2 separate regions of the Mus musculus genome follow, and region 2 is linked to region 1. Evidence: chromatin contacts called from public Hi-C data. All regions are on one chromosome and are shown on one strand. Each heading gives the region's core, a stretch centred on a gene start, on an enhancer-like site or on the middle of the called end of the contact. The rest is flanking DNA. Distances are from core to core; before and after follow the strand shown.

Region 1 (6,317 bases), core at 1,264-3,763:
AGCTTCTTGAACCCACCTTGAGCTCCCAGCTTTCTCGAACTCTCCTTCCTTCATCAGAACTGTTCTTTAAAAAACATTTACTGCCCTGCATGCTACACACACACAGTCACACACATGAACAGGGGCAAACATGTATACATGCATAGATGCACAAGTGTGCATATACATACACACAGGTATGTACACACATAATCTATGGTTACAGTATGCCATAAGGTGCTCATTGGCATCTCAGGATGTGCTGCTAAAGAGCTATTAGCACTTGATGCTGATTTAAATCTGACCCCCAGCTGTGGTTTGCTTGAAATGACACTAGGAATTGTAAGACCACATGGCTCCACATAAGCTCACATGGCATGTTACCCAGGGGGAGCCATGGAGGCAGAACATGAAGCAGAAACCTTGGCCACTGAAGATGAGGCCAAGCTGGCCAATAGAGACTGTTGGGAACCACACTACCCCCAGGAGTACAGATTCTCTTTGCCTTGCAAGTACTCTGCAGCCCGGCAAACTGCTGTGGTCCAGAGAGGTACAATGAGTTCTAATAGCTATGTGGCTGAATGAGTTTAGGAGAGGTCGGCTAGCGGAGAGCTCGACTCTATGAAAGGTCTCCAGCTTCCTTTGCTTTGGGACTCCATTTCAGCAAGGTCTCTAGGCTGCTTGTTCCCAGGGCCTCCTGGGAATTCTCGAGTCCACCAGAGCCCTTGCCTGCTGTCCTAGGCCAACAGAGATAGAATGCCTCCACGAGAAAAGCACTTGGGCTCCATCTCTCTGTCTGGAGCGACCGAGTCCCTCTGTTTCACCCTTGCAGCCTTACCTCACCCCCACCCCCATTGTTTGAAGGAGACGGTCGATGACTTTTTCTTATGGTAGAATGAGGTCACAGAGTGATGCTAACCTGCCTCACAAGCTATGCTTGCTCTCCTATTGATTTAAAACGTCACCAATGCCATGGTCGAGAACAGCCTAACAGGACAATTAGAATTTCCTTCTTAAATTGTAGTTGCTGCTGCTGCTGCTGCTAGTGTGTGTGTGTGTGTGTGTGTGTGTGTGTATACAAGGGTGTGTGGAGCACACACACAACGAATGTGTGCCTCCTTCCACCCTTATATGGGTCCCAGGAATGGAACTTGGGTCATCAAGCAAGTGTGGCAAGCACCTTTATCTTCTGAGCCATTTTATTGGCCCCAGGATTCTTTTTTCATCCTTACAGTCCTATTAACAATCCAACACTGTTGAAGCTCTGAAAGAGTCAATGGCACCCAGTGTCGTCAATCCAGGAGCATCATATGAGTGGTCTCCAAAGTCAGTGCTTCTCAGCACACCTCCAGTAGGTGTCTGTCTACACTGGTCATGCACGATATGGCTTCTGGACCTGTATCTAACTCCTTCCCTTTGTTTATATGTTAAGGACAATTTCTTCAGATAAAGAAATCCATCTGAAATTCATAAATACCAAGCAGTACATGATGCATAAGAACAGTCACCAGCAATCTGTTAAAGCCACTGAATTCCGTGTGCATTTGCATGTATGTATGCGCATGTTCATGTGGATTCAGGCACACTTGTGTACATACCTGTTTATGCGTATATATGCAAATGGAGCTGGAGGTTAAAGGGCAATCTTCAGGTGCTCTCTACATTTTTTTTAAATGGCAGATAGTTTAGCATTCTGCAACTTGCTGAGGGGGTGGGCTAAGAAGTCCCAGAAACCCACCTGCCTCCTCCCTAACACTGAGATTCCAAGTGTGCACAACCACACCCAGCTTGTTTTTAATGTGAGTTCTGGGAATCATGTCCTTGTGCTCCCAAGGTAAGCGCTTATTGATGAGCTATCTCCCAAGCCCCTCGACTGAGTTCTTAAGGGACCACCGAATGGCTAACTCAAAAGCAATAATTGTGCCCAAAGACGTAAACTCTGACCCAGAAGACAACGCTTCTCAATGTTATCAAGAAATCTCCGTTGCACAGACAAGTACTGAAGAGATCCGGCTTGGCTCAGCAATAGCATTTGTCACCAAGGAGTGTATCCTCCTTTCTGCCTATCAGAAAATGCCTGCAACCTCACCTCCAAGCACAGGCATAGGCAAGCACACATACACACGCACACGCCCCCACTCACACATACACACACTGTGGAAGCTAGCCGGCAGCCCAGCCCACTTGATCTCTCTTCAAACCCAGAGAGCCCTTGCTGACTCCACAAACCCTGGTCTACACCCCGGCTGTAGGCGGCTCTTGACTGGCAGAGCTGCAAGCCAGGGTATCTTTGTAGGGAACAACACCCTGCCAGGCTAGACTGTAACCTGCTGATGCGGTGTAACCTCACCAGCACTGTGGAGATGCCACATCTGGAGTCTTTCCCGGGATTTTCACTCGAGTTCCGTTCAATAGCTACCCTGTCTTTGGTGTGTTAGCACGTTGATGAGGCTGGCACTCTGTTCAGACATTCAGCCTATCTCTTTCCCCAGGGCTGCGTGACTCCCGTGACTCCTCCCCCAGACACAAACCTCCTTTCAGCCGCGCTGAGACTCTAAGCCCTCTCCCCTTCAGCTAAGAGCCATTGTATCAGCTGTGATTTATGTACAGGCCTTTGTTGGACTCCTGGTTTTGACAGTCTCTGTGTTGTCGAATGGTAATAATTACGGGGCCTTTCATCCTTTATTTACGGGATTGCTCTGGGGGAGAGAGGCCTGGCAATGGGGTGGGGGAGTGCGGGGGGGGGGTGCCGGGGGGTGCCGGGGGGTGCCGGGGGGAGAGGCTCTTTTTCTGAACCTCGATACAGAACCAAAGGAGTAGGGGTGCTTTGGAAGTTATAAATAGCAGCTCAGAGAATAAAGAAGTCACCTCTGCAGGCTAAGGGAGCTTACAGAGGACAAAGGACTCCGAGAGCTGGGAACACTGTGCTGCTTGGAGACTGACAGGGCTAAATCGGGCGTTTCCAGGGTCCTGCCCCTTGTTTTCAAGCAGCAGAGTTTCATCTGAACTCAGGTCTCTGACTGAGGTGACAGGGATGTAGCTTCATTTCACTCAGCCTGCGAGGAAGCCTCCTCTCTGCCTGTGGGGATGTCCTTCCCTACCTCCACAAGCCCTTCTCAGATAGGTCTAGAGCTTTCTGAAGCTCCCGTATTACCCAGGGCTCACTTGTGAGTAGCCTAGGTCACATGGATGCTTCTGGACAATAGGAGTGGACAGAAGGATGCTGGGACTGGAGGCCAGGTGCTCAATGGCGATTAATGCTCAAAAAGACACAGCAGAGGAAAATGCTAGACCAGCAATGAACTTGAATGTGCGAAATTAACCTTAAAGTCCTGAGCCGCTAAGATTTCTGGGTTTATCTGTTCCTGGAGCACAGTCACTTATCTGATCAGCTTTGTAGCTGTCCAGCTTGGGCATAGAGATACCAGGGGCCATCCACTACCCTCAGAGTGTTCTCAGTCTGAGGGAGGAGGCAATATCAGGATAAATATGAGGGATGGCCACAGTGGAGGACTAGCACTGTGTGAACACAGAGAAGGTTATCTTGCCAGATCTGTGGTACCAGGAGTGCTCCCTGGAGTCAAGTGTCTTGTGAGGGATCTCGGAAAGCAGGTCTCAGGCAGTGGAGCAGACATAGCCGTGGGGACTTGGGGCAGGGAAATAACAGAGGACTGGCATGGACAAGAGTGGTGGTGCTGTCATGGACAACACTGCCAGGAACTCCAAGACAACCTAGTGCTGACTCACTGAGAGCCCCTGGACCTGGGGAAAGGAACAATTAGTACAGCTGGTTTTCGTGGGCGCTGCCAACGACTGGGGAGGATGTGGACAAGAACATGGATGTGGATCATACGGAGAATAAGGATGTGGGGATGGGGAAGCACAAGAAGACAGAGCACAGATAGGATGTGGCTGTCAGACTGGATGTGGTCCAGGGGGGATGAGAATCACAGGGAAGGATGCGGCCCATGGGGAGGATGCAGATCAGAGGCAGAACAAGGATCAATCAATGATGCTTACAGTGTATACAGGTAAAGCACAGACCTGTGGATCTCAGAGAGGGACGAGCAGCACATGTAAGTGCTTGGTTATCAGTTGCCACTGGCTTCAGGGAGCTGAACTTTTTGCTCCTTCAACTTCTGAAGGCCAGAGACCTTATCCAGGAAGACAAATGATAAAAGATACCACACATACCTGAGCATCATAGACTGCAGCTTTCTTACCTTATCTCCCATCTGAGTACTAACTAAGACCCACCTTGCTGAGCTTCCAAGAGTGGGTGTGTTCAGGATGGATTGCCAGCTTTTTCTCTTTCTCCTTGTTCTAAGGAATTCTGAGTGACTTCAACACACACAAAGACCTAACCCTACCCGTAGCCATGTGAACTTTGAGCCACCTTATTTTTGAATAGCCAAGTTCCTGAATGACTTTCCTCCTAGAATGCAGAGGTAAGCAGGAATAAGGAACTGAAAGACCACAGCTGTACCAAGGCCTTGGGAAAAGACTCAATGGAGTAGAATGGCCTCTCCCAACTCCAAAAGTGATGGCTGAGAAGATATTTATTTATGATCCAAAAAATGTTCTACAGAACAACCACTGAGGCCCCGTGTTGAAGACACAAGGGGGTTTCCACTACATGTCCAGTCCTAAACTCAGATGATTTTGTTTAATTTTTGCAACAAACTTGGGGGAAATGTGTCATTAGCCTTACATCACTACTGGGGAGTCTTATATAACCAGACAGGGTACATAACATGTCCTTGATCACACAGCTGGGGCAGATTTCAACTCCTACCCAATGTGCTTCAGGCTTCCCTATTTAGGCTTCTAGATAGACACACAAATGAGGTGTCCAGGCCCTGAGCTTGGTTTTTGGAGAATCCTTTTTTAAACTAAATAGGGGTGACAGCATGGAATACCCACTATCTTTGACCTTGCATGTAAGAGCAACTAGAGAACAAGGTAACGAAAAAGAGGCTCCAGTCTTTAGCCTTAGACTTGGTAATATACTCCCTCAGAATTACACACAGTAGGGCCTCACCATAAAACAAGTAGAGATGTGATCTCTCTTTGACAGACAGGGAAACAAGCTCAGAGAAGCTGAACGACTTTGGGCAGGTTTCATAGGTAGCTAGGGTAGACTTGAGCCTACCCGGCCTGATACCAGAGAACATGACTTCTATCTAGGCTCATAGAAAAGGCCAGATGCAGAGTTTCTTGCTAGAACTCCAGGTCCCACCATTCAGCAAGCATCCTAGTAGGGTCAGGCAGTGTTAGTGCCTGCCTTGCATCTGTTCCCACAACTCCCTGTGAACGTGTTTATCAGAGGACACAGGCTCCGTTTCTAATGGTTTGCATGGTTCCATTTTGGGGGAAGATTGAAAACCTTGGTGTGTTTGTGATCTCTCTCCACTTGGCCATGCAGTGGATGAACAAGAGTAAGGATGGGCAGGAAGCTGAATTCCAAGTCTCCCTCGGTCCTTCTCTTCTTTGACTCAGAGCACAGTATGTGTAACTCCCACTCACAGAAGACACAGCAGGCTATCTCAGGACTCCTCCCATTGGCCTTCTCCTTTCCTCTCAGATTAGAGAGAAGAGGCGTTCCTTTAATGTCAATGGCCCATTTAAAGTACAGCCCATGCTCTGGCCTTCCTAGTCTGGCTGTGTGGTGCTGAGTAGGTGTCCTATCCTCCCCATGTCAGGGTAGCTGCCTTAGCTATGACAGACAGCAGGTGTGAACAAGGAGAGCCTGTCGATGCCAAGCAGTGCCTATCCTTCTGAATTCTCCAGTCACCGTCCCATAATTACTTCCTCCCTGGCACTGAGCAGAAGGAAGCACCTGGGAACGCAGGGGCTTTTGGGTTCACAGGCAGAGGTAGAGAAATAGACTCAGCTCTCGTGTCATGCTTTCCTCCTCTGATCCAAATCAGCACTGGTCCCCGCCCCCACCCCTCGTCCTCCCTGGTGACTGTCTGGCCACACTGCGTAGGGTACTCTTAACAATCTTCAAGGTTTCCAGTAAAAGCCTAGATGAAGTGAAGGCACTGGTAAGGGACTAAGTGCAAGGACGCCTCTCCTGTCTGTGGATTGAATGACATCAGAAGCTTAGTTGCCCTCCAGGTTCCAAGGTACATTTTCCTTGAGAGATGACAGCAAGAGACAGTGAAAGGAAACGTCCCCTGGGAGTTTACTAGAAAGCCAATTCTCTGTCTCAGAAAGAAGGGATCATTGAACACACCCTGCTCTTGGGCCCCTGCGATTTTTCCTGCCTCGTGTCTGTGCTCAGCCCTCTCGCTGTAAGCCAACAGCTCCGCCTGTGAGATCAGCATTAATTAAAC
Region 2 (6,317 bases), core at 2,625-5,124, 530 kb after region 1:
TTACATTTGCGTGGGCAGCACTTTGCCCACCGAGCCATCTCCCGCAGCCTTAAAGTAGCTTCTCTGAGGAAGGCACAAGCTTAAGGACAGCAAAACAGAAAGCCAGAGTGAACCTGAAGAGCTGGTGACAGAGTGTCAACTTTATCAGCTTCAAACTAACAGTTGCCTCTGAACCTCTTTTCAAGAGAACATACAATGAGTCCTTTGTGCCTGAGCTCCTGTTGAGAGTACAGTGGTATGTGACGGCACCTAATACTGATGAATCTACTAGTCACATCAGTATTCATGGGTTTCATTGTCTGTCTTTCCATTCTCACCATTCTCATTATAAAATGAACCAAATCCACACTCAACATTTTGAGCAATGGATGGGAGCCAGATACTGAGGTAGCACACCCTAGGAGCCATTTTACAACTGATCAAATACAAATGCCTGTTCATCACTTTCTTGGGGGCAAAAGGTGGATATTTTTCTAACTTATAATATAGGAATTGGAGATTATTAATTTCAAAAAAAGAATGAAAGCTCCTTTTAACAACAAGCTGAAGACCTTCTCTGCACCCCATAACGGCAGGTGGGAAGGTTCTGGGGATCAGGGCCACTGCCCTGCGCCTTCCTGTCCAGAGCCCCAGGGGATCAAAAGGCGGAGAGAATGGGAGGCGATGCTTCTGCAGAAAGGCCCCTGGCTCTTGAAATGAATGACCAACTTCTTTAACAGACTTCTCCCTCCCGGCTCACATTCCCCATGGTTGGTGAGGCAGAAAATTCACAAGAACAAAGCTCTTGCCCTAAAAAGATCTTTTCAACTTAGGGTCAATTCCACATCTGAAGCTTCCCCGGGAACCACCTTTAAATTGAGACGAGGGGGAAAGCAGCTGTTGCCTTTGCGCCTGGGAGAACCACACACGAATGCGCACTAGTGTCTGCCTGCCCCACACACGCATTCTTCCTGGGAAATTCACACATGCAGAGGCCCAAGTAGCCTAAGGAGGCGGGGGAGTGCCCAGAGGACATGGGTGTCCAAATCCCTGGATTCCTTGTCCTACCATGGTGAGTTCAGGGTAACTTCTAGAAGCCTCCGCGTGATCTAGGCTCCCCTCACAACTCCTAATCAGCCAAGGAGATAATATGTGTGAAGACGAGGCCATCTTTCCTGGTCCTGGAACAGGTTACACTTCACGCCAGTTTGAGCATGTGGCAGCATCTGTCCCACTGAGTATTATCGGGGTTCCCTTCTCTTCCAGCCTCTCAGGATCCAGAGTTCATTAACATCAATATTGTTCACATTTTACTCACAGGGAATGGCAGAAATCTATGTTCTACATGGAGTTAGGACCTTGAACTCTGTTCCTAACCTATCACTCTGGGAGTCGGCGGGGGTGGGGGTGGGGAGAAGGCTGGGTCTGGGGGCTCCCTTTGATCAGATCCATCTGAGGAGGGGCCAGTCCTGGCTATAATAAGCAGTATCCATCGCCCTGGGAATCCAGACAGGGACAGGGCAGATGAGTTCCCACCCGGTGCCCAGGGCCAGGCCAAGGTGATCAAGTCTCTCTCCAGCCAGAAGCACCATCCCTCCGGCTCCAGGGTAATAAACTGAGTGTCAGGGCTGGAGCTGTAACCCGGTTCATTTCTGGGCCAAATCTCTGAAGCTGAGGGTTTATTTTTAAGGCCTAGCAGTTTGCTGTTTCCAGCTTCTCTCATCAGAAATTGTGCGATTCAGCTCGATCTGCATTGGAAGCATAATTTATCATTGTTCACAGATGGTGGCGAAGGATGGGGAGGAGTGTGCTTTTCATTTTAGTTCAGCAAACATTTCCGGAGCCTTTCTTGTGTGCCAGGCGCAGAGTAAAAGCACTAGGGATGTGCAAATGAGTGACAGGAGTTCCTGCTCCTTGAGCGCTTACAGGCTAAGCAGGGAGCAGGAGGTGCAGCCTGATCATCGACACCAACTCTGCCTCCCTCCAGAATCTTCCTTCTGACTTTCCCTATTGAAGTCACCTTGGGAAAATGAGCTCATCTCTTTCTAAACAGAGCTTTGCCAGCTTTGTCAATCTCTGTGAAACACGAATCTCTGGTTCCATCGATTTTCTTCTGTTGTTTCCATTTTTTGTTTATTAACATTTGCTCTAATCTTTGTTGTTTCCTTCCGCCTGCATGCTTTGGGATTTATTTTTTCTCTTTATTCCCCCTAGTTCCTTAAGATGGGAATTTAACATGAGATTCTCTTTTTATCTTGAATTTAAAAAATTATGTGTATGTACGAGTGCCTGCATGTATGTATGTGTACCATGTGTGTGCCTAGTGTCCTCTGAAGCCCAAAGGGGAGTCGGATCCCCTAGAACTGGAGTTATGAGTGGGTTCTGGGAACCACGTTCAGATCCTCTGCAAGAGCAGCAGGCACTCGCTCTGAAGCCCTGAGCCGTCTCCCTAGCTCCCCTCTTTCCCATTTAATACAACGATTCACAGCTATAAATTTCCCTCTAGCCACTGCTTTAGCTTCTTCCCCTAGCTGTCTTTACCATTTCTGTTTTCACCTTTCTCAGAGCAGTTTCTAATTTCTCTCAGGATTTCATCTTTGACATGGCAGCTCCATCTCTTCCTTGTGCTTGTTTACTGCTATGATGCTCTCTGTTGTTGACTTCCAAGTTCGGTCCAGTGTGTTTGGTGCCCGTGTAGCTCAAAGTCTTTTGAGCAGACTGAGGCATGTCTATGGACTACCATATCCTGGGGAATGCTCCCTGTGTCCTAGAGGGATATGTATTCTGTTGTTGGGGCCTCTAAAGATAGAGTCTTCTCAGCCTATATTCTGCTAGTTATAATTAAGTCTTTCCAGTTCTGGTTGAAAACCAGGTATTGAAGTATCCAACTAGTATTCTTGAATTTTTACCTTGTTACTTTAAACCACAGTTTCCTTAAAGGACAATAATTATTCCTGCTTTACAGAGGGGTAAAGAATTTAAAATACACTGGGTGGTGGTACGTACCTTTAATTCTAGCACTTGGGAGGTAGTGGCAAACAGATCTGTGAGTTCAAGGCCAGCCTGGTCTACAGAACAAGTTCTAGGATAGATAGAAATAGATAGACAGACAGAAGATGGGTGGGTGGTTGGTGGATGGAGAGAGAGAGAGAGAGAGAGAGAGAGAGAGAGAGAGAGAGAGAGAGAGAGAGAGACTGTGCACGGTGAGTACTGCTGCAGTGGCTCTGGATGATTGGCAGTGCACAGTGGTGGGGAGAAAGCTTTCCATCCAGTAGCTAGCTGGTTCTGGGTTACATCAACATACTTTCAGTCTGGAAAACACAACCCCCCTAAAGGAGACAGTCACGGCTCAGCCCTGTATGACTCTACAGCCTAATTTCCAAGATGTACATATCTCCCATCTTAAAAAAAAAATCACGAAACTTACAAGCTAACATATTCTAACCTGTCATCCGAACTCTGCTAGCTGGATCATCACAGAAGGGTCACGAAACTTGCCTACTCCTCTCTCATTCCTTTCTTTTCCCTGTTTAACAAATAAATGCTTACTAGCAGCCCTGGCCGGGCCATACTCTGCCCTGGGTCCAGAGTATGCTGAAGGTCGGCCTGCTTTAAATGCCCTTCTCTCTGCAGCAAGAGGTAGTATGTCTAAGCAGGTAAATAAAATGCAGGAAGCGTATACTTTGGGAGGGGAAGGAACAAAAGGTTTAGAGCACACATAAAGACAGAGGTGACCTGCCTAGTAGGGAGGAGATCGTGAAGGAGCAGGAAGAGTGGTTCCCAACAAAGCACTACCAAAAACTGACAAGACATGCAGTCCTCAACAGCAGCTTGAGTTTCATAACCCTTCCTGCCCCTGCCAGCCCTCTTAGGTGGGAGGGGGCCCGGGGAGGAGGAGGAGGAGGAAAACAAGAGGATGTTACACTAAGTGAGTCATCCAGCCTCAAATAACCGAGAGCTGCTAAAGCAGAAAGTTCTCAGCTTGGAAGTGTGCCAGCTTCAGTGCTGCAAAAATAGCCACGATGAATTCACATATTTCTCTGGGAGTGTTGGTCCATCGTACCAGTGAAATCTCAGCCACAGCAAATTGGAACTTGGGGCCCATATGCTCAAAATCATGCTCAGATTTTGGTCAAAGGTTTTCTTGAGAAGGCTGAAAAAGCTGTGATTTTGTTTTTTTGTTTTTTGTTTGTTTGTTTGTTTGTTTGTTTGTTTTACTGAAAGTGGTCTATTCTTCCATTCTGTTGGGGTTATTACACTATGGGATATTGTTTCCTGCTCGGAGTGAAAAGTCTCGGTGTTTTTCTGTTGAAGGCCTCCATCATCTAAGCATGATAGTCTCGTCAGTTGGAAAAGGTCACAATGTAAGAATGCCTGCACACTGTAGAGGGAGAAGAGGCATTGTAGCCCAAAAGCCTCTCACTAGACCATTGGTTCCTAGCTTTCCTAATGCTGCAACCTTTTAATCCAGTTCTGCATGTTGTGGGGACCCCCAACTATAAAATCATTTCATTGCTACTTCAGAACTGTAATGGTACTACTGTTATAAATGGTAAAATAAATATCTGATATACAACTGTTGGTGGCCCACAAGTTGAGAACCACTGCTCTAGCAGCACCTTGACCCACCTGGAATAGGTATGTGACAGTTTTAGAGAGTTTAGAGCTAATTTGCTTAGTTAGTTAGTTAGTTAGTTAGTTAGTTAGTTAGTTAGTTAGTTAGTTTTTCAAGACAGGGTTTCTCTGTGTAGCCCTGACTGTCCTGGAACTCACTTTGTAGACCAGGCTAGCCTCGAACTCAGAAATCTGCCTGCCTCTGCCTCCCGTGTGCTGGGATTAAAGGCGTGCACAACCACGACCCGCTAGCTAATTTATAATGTGTAGGGGAGACAAAGAGATGAGCTGAGGTTTTCCTGGAGGGGCACAGCAGGAAAGCCCACCTTCCAGGGCTTGACAAACTCAACATCCAAGACCCTTGCGCCTCAGGCTCCTTACCTGAAAAAGGATAGCGCTGGCTCTTACATGAGTCAGAATCCAAAATATCTGGCTTCTGGGTGGCATTCCAGAGCAGACTTTTCATTCAAGGGGCTGGGTAGGATGACTCAGGGCCCTGACACTGGGTAAGATCCTGACAGTCAAGGAGGGAAGATCTCCCAGCAGGCAACAGCATAAGAATAAAGGCAGTCCTAGCACCATTACTTTCCAGCCATGTCATCTTTAAACTAGTAACTACCCTCTTGGTGATGCTTGGGAAATATGAAGGTAACCTAGCTTCTGGGTTGTTAGGACTGAACCAGAATGGGTACTTAGAATGATGCCAAGTTCACAGTATAGACCAATAAATGATACTTACTGTTTTTTACATAGGGGTTGGTGGTATGAATGGAGAGGATTTAAGGAGGAAGGTTGGGAAATAAAAGATTTAAGCGTCTTAGTTTGGATTTAATTAATAGAGGCCTATCTCACTTTCTTGGGTGGGTTTGACACAGATGATAAACTATATAACACTGAGTGTAATTTTAACTGTGCACTCAGTGGTAGAAACCAAATGAATTCTGTCACAGATTTAAATGGCCCCAGCAGAGGATGTTCTTGAGTTGGTGACTCAGTTCTGCTTCCATCACCTAAGAAGCTATTCAGTCATAGTAGAAGGTATATAGCTGGAGAGAAGCCATTCACTGATAGCAGAAGGTATATAGCTGGAGAGAAGCTATTCAGTGATAGCAGAAGGTATATAGCTGGAGAGATGGCTCCCACTTAAGAGCATTTGTTGATCTTGCAAAGGACCTGGGTTTGGTTCCAGCACCTATGTTGGCTCAAGTCATGTATAACGCCAGTTCCAGGAGATACAATATCATCTTAAGAGCTCTACAGGTACCAGGCACATAAAATATGCAAACACATCAAAGAAAGTTTAAAAAAAAAGATAGGAAGGAAGAAAGGAAGAAAAATAGAAGTTACTTGCTGAGAAGGGAGATTCTGAAAGACCATCCACGTTTTGAGTGTTCACATAAGTCCCCATGAGCTGCCATATGAAGTGACTAGGCTCATTGTCCAAGCTGTGCAAGCCCACACATCCTGCCCTTGTCCTCACCCATACCCACCCACAGGCAGGCAAGTCCACCAGGGCCATTCCACAAATTTCTAGCATGCTCTCCAGGGGCAATGGTGTAATTCCTGGGATCAGCTGCATAGGAGGCAAGAAAGCCGGTGGGTGTCAGCAATTAGTTAATGTGATACCCACCTCACTTCGTTCAGAGCTGGCCTTTCAGAGACAGGCAAAATCAAAGGAAATGACTGAGAAAAAGCACTCCAAGTTCTGGAGATGTTAATGAGCA

Evidence for each region. Hi-C and Micro-C count contacts between places; a contact is called where the count stands out from the background.
Region 2: a Hi-C map of cerebral cortex shows a contact between it and region 1, with 3 times the contacts expected there. The contact joins two enhancer-like sites. A contact is called at or near these places in 1 of 39 promoter capture datasets (liver), 1 of 15 datasets of contacts at CTCF or cohesin (the NIH/3T3 cell line), 4 of 484 Hi-C or Micro-C datasets (the N1E-115 cell line, cerebral cortex, cortical neurons and 1 more), 13 of 115 datasets of contacts at active chromatin or transcription factors (SST interneurons, astrocytes, craniofacial prominence and 10 more) and 1 of 9 other capture datasets (embryonic stem cells).

What each region holds. Positions count from the first base shown.
Region 1 is chr12:12,678,333-12,684,649 of GRCm38.p6, forward strand. No RefSeq gene overlaps it. Among named protein-coding and RNA genes, the nearest start is that of Gm34637, 12 kb to the left of the region's middle. Within about 2 kb of position 2,514, at least 117 of the 459 cell types and tissues checked have an H3K27ac peak or open chromatin away from gene starts, as enhancers often do. A contact at or near this core is called in SST interneurons, cerebral cortex and cortical neurons, where this site is marked.
Region 2 is chr12:13,208,392-13,214,708 of GRCm38.p6, forward strand. No RefSeq gene overlaps it. Among named protein-coding and RNA genes, the nearest start is that of Gm24208, 30 kb to the left of the region's middle. Within about 2 kb of position 3,875, at least 30 of the 459 cell types and tissues checked have an H3K27ac peak or open chromatin away from gene starts, as enhancers often do. A contact at or near this core is called in SST interneurons, cerebral cortex and cortical neurons, where this site is marked.